2 separate regions of the Mus musculus genome follow, and region 1 is linked to region 2. Evidence: chromatin contacts called from public Hi-C data. All regions are on one chromosome and are shown on one strand. The core of a region is the stretch at or near the end of the contact, and the rest is flanking DNA. Distances in the headings are between cores, read along the strand shown. Region 1 has its middle 37 kb from the start of Gm33819. Region 2 has its middle 25 kb from the start of Car2.

Region 1 (6,773 bases), core at 478-2,977, 280 kb before region 2:
GTGTATCACAGGTTTTCGCTTCCTACATCCAAATAATATGCCTGATGAAGAGCATATAGGCCAAATTGCTGGGAATGTTAACTGTTAAAAACAACAACAATAGCAAAAAATCACCTGGCCTTTCTAAGTTGGAGGAAAAGGTTTTGCAACGTTTGCATCACTGCGTGCTTATGGAAGAGAAGATTTGCTGTGTAGGGAAGGCCTGGTGGGATAGCAAGCTGTGGCTGAGAGAACACGACAATGTCCTGCTCTGTCTCACTCTCTGCTTTGATGAGGATGTGCCAGATGAGCAACAGCAGAGGTTCAGGGTCCTCTGCTTGAGTGGTCAGGTAGGATTCAGTCCTGCTGCGAATCACTGCATATTGTTATTGACAAGCTTCCATCTGAAGACTCATGATGAAGCACAGCCTTGGAGCTCTCTGTGAGCTTACCATGGGGCCAGCATCAAAGGAAGGTTCATTTACAAATGCTTGTCACTGTGAATGCGCAGATAAACAGAATGTACCCTGTTCTAGTCTCTGGTTTTTTTTTTTTTTCCTTTTAAATTTTCTATTAATCTCCTATACCATCTGTATACTGCATTTGCTCAAAGGAGCTGTCTTTTGTCTGAAAAGCACTTTATATTTCAAATATGAGTGTATTCAAAACACAGGTTTGTTTTGAAAAATTTAACAAAGTTTAATTACATGCCTTGTTCTACATTAATAATGATCTGCATGAAGATCATCACATAGTGATTCATTTGATACACTTGAACTGTTTATTTTTTGTTTGTGTTTTTGTGTGTGTCTGTGATATGTATACATGTCTGTCCGTGTGTGAATCTATGTGTCTGGTTGAGTGTGCAAACCTCTGCACATGCATGTGGAGGTAACAGAAGTCTTCTTGCTCACTGCTATATTGTTAATTGACCAGTATCTCGCAGTGACCCCAGACCTTGCTATTGCAGTTACTCTTGTTAGTCAGCTTGCTTCAGTGACCCTTGTCTCTGCTGAAGGAGTGGTGGAATTACAGCAAAGCCTCCATGCCCTCCTGGCATTTAGGTAGGTGCCGGAGAACCCTCCACTTGCTTGGGCAGTAAACCCTTTTCTTTACTATTGAGCCATCTCCCCAGTTCTGGGATAATCTGAATTTCTTTTTTAGTTTCATTCTCAAAATGGAAATTTATATTATACATAACTACTTACTCCAACAAGAATAACCTTATACTATTTTTACTTCATATGAATGACAAATTTCTTGGCAGATAACTTCATTCTTTTTTAATGCTTTTTTTTACAACAAAAAAACATAAATTGGTCATTTCTTGTTTTACATAGTTTAAAAACATATATACGTATATATCTTTTTCTTAATTTCTGAGGCTTAACTTTTTAAGGCTAAATGAATATCCCCTTCAGAGCCACACCTATATTAAGAGTGATTTTTGTAGAAATATCATCTTTCAGAAATGAGAAGGTATCAACTACTGCAGGTTGGTGAGTATGGGAAGGCAGGTACATGCTGGACACAGACACATGGCTATAGTTCCTACTGAATACTAAGACTCCTCAGTGGCTCCCTAGGTTAAGATTGCTTCTAAACAGAGTATCACTGGCCATGGCTCTTCTGTTTCTCTTTCCTTTGATGTTCAAAAGAAATCTGAGTGTGAAATCTGAGCTGTTTATGAGGCATGTTGCACAGCTCACATGTCTATAAAATAAAAATACTACTTACTCCTTGTGAAAATGAAACCAAAAGAACTTTGTGTGCAGTGTCTGGTACAACAAGCAAACTATGCTAACATTCCCAACAGATGCTCAAAGGTCACACAGGCTTCTTTCAAGCTACTCTCTGGGTACAGGATTATGTTGAGCAAGAAGTTATTGTGAATCCATGTGATGGTGTACAGAACACAGCTGGGTTGATCTGGGTTGTCAGATTGCTAGCTGAAAACTGTCTCTTCTTGGCGAGGATGGATCCAAGAACAATAAAAACCTTCATTTGAAGAATTGCTATCTCTAACATATTACAAGCTTGTTTTCCTCCATCTGCCCTAGCTGGATCCTTAACTGGACTCACATACATGTGACATATACATCTAACAGGATTCTCATTGTTCAGACAGAGCTAGCTTCTGACCAAATGGCCCAAAGTAGCCTTCAGTGCTGGCTAATTCTTTTTACTCATTTGTTTTGTGCATTTGTGTGTCTGCTTCTCTTCACCAGACTGTAAGTTTCCAGAGAGCAGGAACGTTTATGCCTTTTTGCTGGATCTCCACAGGTCACACACCTACATATATTTAGTGCAAAACAGCATTAAAAATATTTGTTGAGTGTACATTTGAATGGCAGGCCATGTTTGACACAATGCAAACACCTACAAGACAGTCATCAAGTTATTACCATTACCAGTGACCTACTTATCTGAGGTTATGAAGCAGACGTTCAATAACATTCTTCGATAAATTAAAGAGCAAAAATCTTATTTAACATGTAGTTGAGAATAGTCTCAATCAATGAGTCTGTGGTTTAGGAAATGTTTACCAACTCTAACTCCAGGGTAAGGCAAAATACAGTGGTTAGAAGGCATAAGAATTCCCATATCCAGTAGTCAGGAGTTATACAACTACATGCTCCCCTGAAACATGTGTGGCATCCCTCAGGACACTGGAATTTAAGTAATCTCTCCTTCCATCCATCAAATCTACTCTTCTTTCTTGAAAAGACTTGCTCAATGTGTATTGCTTCTAAGAATGATGGATGTATGTTTCTCAAGAATCCAGAAACACAAAATTAATTCCAACATATTTTTGTATCACTCTCTGTTTTTCAGGGTCCAGAGAAGGAGCAGTGAACTGGAACATGTCTGGTAAGCAGAAGACTATAAACAATAGTTCTGTGATTGATGCAAGAATGAGCCAACAGACATTTCAAAATCAAAAGTGAAGCCAGCAAAAATTACATCTTCCAGCACCTGCTTTGTGTCCCTGTCTCCCCAGGACGTGCTATACATGGTAGCTGAATCACTATCATGGTAGCTGATCCATGCCCATGCTATCTCTGAGACAAACCAAAGGAGGGTACAAATTCTACTTGGAACAGACAACCATAGTTAGTGGTAGGCCTAAGCTAATATTGAAACAATTTCTGCTCCTTTTCATTGGCTTGATGGACTATGAGGGTTACACATTTCACACATGTTTCATAATAATCAATATGCCTAATACTTATTTTATGATTATTTGTCAAGGACTTGTAATTTGTGGTTTCTGAAAATAAATAAATAAGAGAGTGTCACAGGAAGCCAGATTAGAAATCTTAGAAAATTTTACCAAAGTCATTTTCAGCTAGAATATGAGATTCAGAAACTGGCCTTCCCCTTGACATAGAGAGTCAATTTGGTAAACATGGTTGGTCAATAAAGGTGTAAAATTATGATGGTATAATGTTTTAGAAAAGTGGTATATCTCATCAAGTATCCTCTTCAAGGGAAAGAGCTTGCTCAGCTCACATCTCCAGACTGATCCTTCTCGTTTCCACATGTTGCCACCAGATGGCGAGGCAGTTATGCAAAAGCAATCTGTTCATGAGTGCGTCCAAGAAGAAATGACAGCAGTGGGAACTGCAATTCAGTTGAAAGCGGTCACGGCACTTGCTCACTGATGAAGACGGCCTTGCTCGTTTTGTCTTTCCTTTTTTTAGAGTAAAAACTGATGGCTACCTATCCAAATCAGAGACAATTTGAGCAATAAAGTCTCAGAAAGCTTTTTTTTTAAATCAGAAACTCTATCATTCATAATTGGATTTTTAAAACAACACCAAAGATCAAGTATTAATAACCAACCCCTGCACCCTCTAATTGTTACTCGTTTTCTCTACCCCCTAAAATCTGCAAATAGTTAATTCTTCCTAATTTCCTTCAACTAATCTGTAGTAATCATATAGTTTTAAATTGTCACTTACTACCTTCTGGCTATCATCTGATTAACTAATCTCAAGATATTCGAAAATTCAGAGAAGTTCTATGAACCAATAAAATTCAAAACCATCACATTGACAAAACCAAAGAGTGACTAAGAAACTGTCATGTCCTAGAGAAATCCATAAAGACATAATATCTAAATGGATTGTGATATCCCAGATAGAATTCCAAAGCAGAAAAGGATATTATATAAAAATGATAAAGGATGAAATGAACAGAATACTAATGTAATTCATATTGGTTTATTAATGAATAAAAGAACAAAGGTATGTGCATCTATAGAAATTAAAACAAAGCAGAGAAGGAGAAAGAGAGAGATAGAAACAGAGACAGAGAGACAGAGAGAAGAAAAGAAACAAAAATAAAAGTTCAGTCCATAAAACTAAACAATTCCTGGAAATTCCATGAAAATAAAATTTGAAAAATCAGTAATTTGAGAACCTGAATTTCTCCTACAAAATAAATTTGTATGCCTCAAGACTCTTTGCAAGCCTCACTCTGTGAAACCCAAATAAAATAAGAAGAACATTAAGTCTATGGCACAGTGCCTTATTTGGTGTTAAAGACGTAGGCTGAGGCTCTGTCTTTACTAGCAATAGGGTCTGGAAATACTGTCTTTGCCAAGGGTATAAGAAGGGCAAAACTATGCAGAGAACCTTGGTGACAACTATAGTAGGTATTATGCAAGACAGGCCAAAATCTCTCTCTCTCTCTCTCTCTCTCTCTCTCTCTCTCTCTCTCTCTCTCTCTCTCTCTCTCTCTCTCTCTCTCGGGAGCTTTTAAGAAGTGGCCATCTAAGTGATACAGACTAAGGGTGGGGTATAAAGGCTAGTGAGTATAAATAAACAGGCCATCTATTTCTCTGAAGTTGCCCAATGTATATAGTCACTACCATTTTATGTTCAGCAGCTTCAGAGATCTGCTAGAACCTCTCACTATTTGGGTAATTGTTGCTCTCATTACATCAAGAAATAGGACAAGAAACAGCCTAACCCCAAATTATGCTGAATTATGGTACAGGACATAGTGCATATTCCCTATAAATGTTTAAGACACATTAATAAATGCTATGATCCTAACTCATTTCCATGAAAAGTTTTATTCTTAAAAGGAACACATTCTTAATTAGAAATATAAAGACTACATGAAGCTTAATTGCTTTCTTGATATCAAATTAGAAGACTTCATGTCCAAGGCAATGAGGAATAGATATGACTGACTACTTTGAAACAGTTTTCCAGTTTTTGTTTGTTTACTTTTATCTAAAGTTTCGTAATTGAGAGTAGTTTAGTGTCAGATACCATGACATCACAGCTGAAAGGAAAGGAGAGTCTTTGGATGTTCTTTCAGGTCATTTTTAGTTTTGTTTGTTTGTTTGTTTGTTTGTTTGTTTGTTTTCTAGTCTTAACTCTTCAAGAAATACACTTAATCTATAAATGCAAAGAAACATCCCAGGAGTCACTGTCTGTGACTGAGAACTTCCAGGCTGTGCTAAAAAATGTCTTTTATGAAGACAATTTCCTGGTGGGCTGGTAAGACGCCCATGGTAGTAGTTTCAGTCCAACCACAACCACCTTACTGCAGTGTCATCACTAAGCATTAAAACAAAATAGCGATGACAGATGAAATTTATGTATGAGAAAATGTTGCATTAATAAGAAAGCAAACAGCCAGAGCATTGCCAAGGGAAACTGAGGGGAAGCCGGTTACTGGAGGCTGGGGGCAGGGGGGAGGTGGGGAGGAGAGGTTGTTGATGGTGCTAAAGTTGTTAGGAAAAGTAAGGGGTTCACTCCCCAGTGTCACTGCACAGTTGTGGGCAGTAATGTGATCTATATTACAAGCAAGAAAACATGGATTATTTAGTATTTTAGTTACAAATGAAAAATATTGGAGACAGATTTTTTTTGCCTGATTTAAATTTACATATTGGTACGTACAGTGAAACATCCCATGATAGCTCCCTGAAATACATTTTATGTACGTATGTAGCAGTTATAACAAACTTCATTTTCATGAAAAAGAAAAAAAGAAACATTTTAAATTCATAGACATAAAATTGTAACTAAGCAGTTTTTATATATTTAAGTAATAAGTCTTAAATTTAGAAACCTTGTTAGCTTTCTTGACAATTAAGAATGTGTTTCCCATGCAACAAAGAGTATAGCAAACAGACCACAGCCAAATCCTCCCTCTTTCTAGACGCAAGGGATACATGATTTGTGCTCAGAGTAAATGTCAGCTGTAGGATTACAGTTGTATACAAATTTGCTTTTCTCTCTTCTGTCTGATAAGGAATTTCCAGGAACTTCTTCGTTAATTATCCACCATCCTCACTGTTGGTTTGAATACTCTATGTGTTCTTACTGTACATGTCGTCTCTGAACCTCATACTGATGCTCTCCCAGCCAGAGAATTTCAGTAGAAAGTTATACATCAAATTTTCAAATATTTTTATGAAAAATTTGTGCTTTCTTTATGGTTTGTGCTTTGCTTATGATAATGTTTCCCTGAATATAAAACTTGAAGCAGTTTTTTTCCTTCCCACATTGGTATCTGTCTTAGTCAGGGCATATATTTCTGGACAAAACATCATGACCAAGAAGCAAGGTGGGGAGAAAAGGGTTTATTCAGCTTACTCTTCCACATTGCTGTTCATCACTGAAGGAAGTCAGGACTGGAACTCAAGCAGGGCAGGAAGCAGCAGCTGATGCAGAGGCCATGGAGGGATGTTCCTTACTGGCTTGCTTCCCCTGGCTTGCTCAGCCTGCTCTCTTATAGAAACAAGACTACCAGCCCAGAGATGGTCCCAC
Region 2 (5,814 bases), core at 508-3,007:
TAGTCCTTGATGGTACTCTGTTTCCAAGGAAAGGGGAATTAAGACTTGTGAAAAACCACATACGAATCAATAAAATAATTTGATTTCCAGGGGTTTAGTACTTAGTTTTCGTTTTTGCTGATTTACGTTTGTAACTGAGATGAGAAGGCAGGAAAAGAAAAACTGAGTTTTGCTAATAGAAGGCAATGAAAATATGGGTATTATATGCTTGGTAAGTGTATGTAGCTTTTCATTATGAAAACCTTCAAATAATTGTACATGAAGGCTAGATTACCAGAGGCCAAACTAAAAAAACAAGTCTACTGTGCCCCAAATCATCATGTTTTTCTGTCATACACTCATAATAACAACAAAAGTAGTAAGAGGAAGTTGAGAATAGAAGAAAAAAATGTATGAAAAAGAACTTTAATAACCCCACCACTGTAAATTTCCATCCTCATTTTTAAATGGACTTTCATTTGAAAGATCAGGTGATACTTAAAAATCACTAATATCTTCTGCCACAGCTTTAAAATCTGGTTCTGAAGGGGTTCATAATTTTATAAGCAATACATGAAAAAGTTTATGTCACCATGCCCCCTTCAATGCTAGAAAAAGGCTTTTATTAGTGGATACTGAGTGGCTAGTTTTCTACATCAAAATTTATGTCTTTATTATTATGATAGCTGACATTTATGGAGTACCTGTCTTTAAGTACAAATATGTATTATAGAAAGGATCCTGATTCATTAAGCCTTTCTACCGTAACACCTTTGCCACCAAGAATTCAAGTGTCCAGTTAACCTTCCTACAGCCATGCACAGAAGAATGGCATACAGTCAAAGCCTATAAACTGTAGGCCACTAAACTCTGTCTTAGCGTTTCTAGTCGTGCACAAAACATCATGACCAAGAAGCAAGTTGGGGAAGAAAGGGTTTATTCAGCTTACAGTTTCCACATTGCTGATCATCAGCAAATGAAGTCAGGACTGGAACTCAAGCAGGTCAGGAAGCAGGAGCTGATGCAGAGGCCATGGTGGGATGTTACTGGCTTTGCGTCCCCTGGCTTGCTCATCTTGCTTTCTTATAGAACCTAGGACTACCAGCCCAGGGATGGCACCAACCACCATGGGCCCTCCCACCCTTGATCACTAATTGAGAGAATGCTTTACAGCTGGATCTCATGGAGGCATTTCCTCAAGGGAGGCTCTTTCTCTGTGATAACTCCATTTTGTGTATCAATTTGACACACAAAACCAGACAGTACAAACTCCATGAATAAAGTATATAAATAGATAAGTAAATAAAGTCATTCCAAACAATCGTAAATGTTTTGCCTAAAGTACAACAGAAGTTACACAGGAAAAGTGATAGGCTGTGGTGGGAGATTGGTTTTTAATTTGTGAGTTTGGGGCGTTAGTTTGTTTGGTTTCGGTTTTGTTTCATTTTGGTTTTAAGATAGGGTTTCACTCTGTAACCCTGCTAATGTAGAGCTCATTGTAACCCAGCTGGCCCCATACTTGCCTTCCCAGTGCTAGTGTTAAAGAGGTTTGCAGTGGCAGACCTTGTGCAGTCTGCAAGCAGAGTGTTTTATGACAGTATTAGCTCTTCTTTGTGCCATTTTTCCAGCTGAGACAAGCAGTAACAGGGATAGACAGCCCAGAGAAGAGCACAAAAATACAAAACTGTAGTGTAGGCAACTAGTGAAAAATCAGGAAATGGAGAAGAGCAAAGACTCTGAACAGGAAGCCATAGTACAAAGCCTAGATGGTAAGAATTGAGTTTCCTTGTCACGGAGGGAAGCATGTGATGTTATTTGTTCTTTTGATGGCTGAATGCAGCTCCAGTATAGAAATTTCACTACAAAATAGAGGCAGAGAGACATGCTGAAATGATTTGCTTCATGAAAACAAAAGGGTTTGCGTAAGGCTTGAATGAAGAGTGTTAAGGAAAAATAAGTCATATGTGATTTCTAAATTTTTTCATTAAGTCTAGTATTGAAAGTAGTGCCCTTTTACGGCACAGAGAGAGTTAAGAGAGGTTACAGGGATGAACTCAGTGATCTTTCTGGATATATAAAAGTTTAAATGCCTTTTTGACATCCAGAAGTTGGATAGAAGTATTATGGACAGTTGCATAAGAGAATAACAATCTGGAGGGAAGATAAGAATTTGGAGCCCTGAACTGGGTTGCCTCTCATGCTACTTGGTGGTCAAGAGCTTGCCCAGTATGCATGAAGCCCTAGATTTCACACATATTCGGAACTTTTTATCTTAATTATTTTTATTTAAAACACATTTATTGCTATGTAATATAGTCTGATCACAGTTTTGCTTCTCTCAACTCCTCCCAGATCCTCCCACTTCCTCACCCACCAAATCCCCATCCTTTCTTTATCTTTCTCATTAGAATACAAGGCACCTAAAAAATTTAAAAATTAAAAAGAAAATTAAAATGAACAAACCAGAAAAGAATGAAACAAACTAACAGAAGAAAAAGAGTCATAGAGGAAGCACAGAAGAAACACATAAGGTCACGTGCATAGAAATCCCATAAAAATACAACACCAGAAACCACAATATACATTCAAAGACCTATGGGGGGGAGAAAGAGAAAGAAAGAAGGGGGAGGGGGGGAGAGAGAGAGATTAAGAGTTACTCAGACAAAGTATTGTGAAACAATGAACTTTCAAAAATGCAATTTAGTGTATTTTGTGTTGAGCTTCTACTGCTGAGCATAAGACCTGTCCTTATTTGTGAATGTTGCCTTTTAAGTCTTCAATAAGCAAGCTCTACAATCCATATATCCATAGATATCATATGTAATATAAGTGGCTAGAGGAGGGAAATGCCTTCCTAGGAAAGGGAAATATGAATGTATGGGGGATAGACTAGAAGAAGAGAATCCCATGGGGAGAGGAAGGGAAAAGGATGGTAAGAGAAGGAGTACAAGGAGGGACAGTTAAAACTAAAGCCATTGGAGAGTTCTTATGGAAACCTAATACAGTAAAAACTTCTTCGGATATATACAAATAAATATAAATCATCAAATAATGGGCAACCAAAGTAAAAACAAAATATCTCTCATCACCAAATAAAACTTCCAGTTCCAAATGTAGGTTATATCCATCTAATGGAGACTGGAGAAGAAACAAAGGTCCGTGAAGAACTCCATCAATAAGAGCCTCAACAAAGAAAGACGTGTGTTAGTTAGTTTTAACTGTCTACTTGAAACAGTCTAGAATCTCATGGGAAGAGAGTCTTGTTTGAGTAATTATCTAAGTCAGATTGGTTCATGGGTATGTCTGGTAAACTGCCTTGTTACTGATGTAGGGTAACCTAGTCTATTTTGGGTCATACCTAGTGCCTAGGAAAGTGGTCCTGAGCAGTATAAGTGAGGGGAAAGATAGCTGAGAGCAATCAAGCAAGGATGCGTTTACTTTGTCTTTCCTCTTGACTGAGGATACAAGGTGACAAACTATTGGTGTCTTGAATTGACTTCTCCAAAATGGTGGGCTATAACTCAGAACTGTAAGTCAAGTAAGTCCTTCTCTTGCTTACATTGCTTTTTGGTGGGGTATTTGATCAGAGCAAAACAGAACAAAAATCTCAGAGACTAGGAAGTAAATAGCACATCTGTACTCTACTCGTGGAAGTTAAGTGGCTTCTGTTCCTAAAAAACATAATTCTAACAGGTTTTCGCCTGGTTTTATACCTAGAAGACTGACCATCCCCGCTCAGAGCACAGGGAAGGCCTGGCCGTGGCTAGAGAACACTATCTCGTATGAGTAGACACTTTGCATGGAATACTGACAATTCAGGCCATCGTAATTCACAAAGAAAAACGCGAGGAGTAAGAGTCAGACAATGCTAAGGACAAGCCTCTCCCTGCATGCCTGTGTGGTTCTGCCCTTGTCCTATAGGCACAGCAAGCTGGTTTGTTCTTTCTCTGTTAGGCAGTTCTCTGTGCAGCCCCAGCCTAGCACATACATGTCCATGGTCACTGCCCAGCATGTCCATGCTCACTTGTTTATGGAAAGTTCTGTGGAGTATAACTCTTTATTTCAAGATGCTTCTTGTTTAAAATCTAAGTTAAGATTTGCATGGTGCACTATGTGTCCCCTAGGTGTTCAAAGAATGAGAGGAATCAGCTTTTGTAAACTGTAAATTGTGAAATACAAGATCAACTGGAAAAATCTGATGCAGGGGCCATGACTAAACCATGAAAAGATTTAGTTTTGTCAGCTCTTTGCATGTGCTTCCAGTACAAGCTTGAAATTTTTGTTTTTTGTTCTTACAGAGCAAAGGTAAACTATGTAAACTATTATTCAGTATTCTTTATGAAATAAGCCTAATGTTTGAAATCCAGATGTGCCAACCTATTGGAGTTTTAATGAAGTTCAAAAGAGTGGTTTTCCTAAACTGAGTTGGTATAAAACCAAATTTATGTTGGCTTTCATGTTTAATCAGGAAATGTTTTTGTCAACTAACAAGATTAGGGCCCTACATCATAAACTGGCAGCAAGACCATATGCTCATATCATAGAAATAGCTTTTTCCTCATTAGGAACCAACCTATCTCCTAGCCATACAGTCTAGGAAAACTGACAAGTTGGTGAGGCATAAGATATAGGCAAGAGTTACATGCTTTATATAAAATGAAAATGTGTAGTAAAATACATATAAAGACATCAGGGAAATGAATATAGCTAAATAACTTTGGTATTTCTTGCTGAACACCTACACAAAAATTCTGTTGAAAAATCCTGTCTATTACAAAAGACTTGAGTTTATACAATTATAAGTATACAAGGTTCTACATTATGCATTTCCCCTTTAAACCTTATATTGGATTTTAGGACTAAAAGTTATCTTACATAATCCATAAAATCTGTTCTCAAGAAGTAACACGTGTTACTTCAAAATTAGTAGAGAATATAATTTATAACTTCACTTTCATGTAAAATACCTCTTACAAGAAGAGTTATTTTGAACAGTGTTAGGAATTGACCTGTATCCTATCATTAAAAGGTAAAGATGTGTTAGAGCTGGAGTCCTAACTGCCAGTTTCTCCCAGTGTCCCCTTATTAACTGAAAGCTTCTATAAGGCAAAGGACATAGTTGCTAAGACAAATCTTCACTAACCCCACATCCAATGGAGGGCTAATATCCAAAGTATATAAAAAAAAATCCTCAAGAACTTAATCACCAAAAAAACCAAACAATCTAATCAAAACCTGCGCCATAGAACTAAACCAAGAATTCACAACTGAGGAATCTCAAATGGCTGAGAAGCACCTAAAGAAATGTTCAAGGTCCTTAGCAGATCAGAGAAATGCAAATCAAAACGACTCTGAGATTCCACCTTACACCAATCAGAATGGGTAAGATCAAAACCTCAGGTGACAACACTTGTTGGAGAGGATGTAGAGAAAGAGGAACACTCCTCCATTGCTGGTGGGATTGCAAACTGGTACAACCACTCTGGAAATCAATCTGGAGGTTTCTCAGAAAATTGGAAATAGAACTAACTGAAGACCCAGCTATTCTACTCTTGGGAAGATACCCAAAAGATGTCCTGCCATGCCACAGGAGCACACCTTCCAGTATGTTCATAGCAGCCTTATATGTCATAGCCAGAAGCTGGAAACAACCCAGATGTTCCACAAGAATGGATACAGAAAATGTGGTTCATTTACACAATGGAATACTACTCAGATATTAAGAGCATCCTGAGTTTTGCAGGCAAATGGATGGAACTAGAAAATATCATCCTGAGTGAGGTAACTCCGACCCAAAAGGACAAGCATGGTATGTACTCATTAATATGTGGATAT

What was found. Hi-C and Micro-C count contacts between places; a contact is called where the count stands out from the background.
Region 1: a Hi-C map of the G1E-ER4 cell line shows a contact between it and region 2, with 2.6 times the contacts expected there. The contact joins two enhancer-like sites. A contact is called at or near these places in 3 of 15 datasets of contacts at CTCF or cohesin (CD8 T cells, embryonic stem cells and large pre-B cells) and 1 of 484 Hi-C or Micro-C datasets (the G1E-ER4 cell line).

Annotation. Positions count from the first base shown.
Region 1 is chr3:15,191,330-15,198,102 of GRCm38.p6, reverse strand. No RefSeq gene overlaps it. Among named protein-coding and RNA genes, the nearest start is that of Gm33819, 37 kb to the right of the region's middle. Within about 2 kb of position 1,727, at least 18 of the 459 cell types and tissues checked have an H3K27ac peak or open chromatin away from gene starts, as enhancers often do. A contact at or near this core is called in CD8 T cells and the G1E-ER4 cell line, where this site is marked.
Region 2 is chr3:14,908,059-14,913,872 of GRCm38.p6, reverse strand. No RefSeq gene overlaps it. Among named protein-coding and RNA genes, the nearest start is that of Car2, 25 kb to the right of the region's middle. Within about 2 kb of position 1,757, at least 41 of the 459 cell types and tissues checked have an H3K27ac peak or open chromatin away from gene starts, as enhancers often do. A contact at or near this core is called in CD8 T cells and the G1E-ER4 cell line, where this site is marked.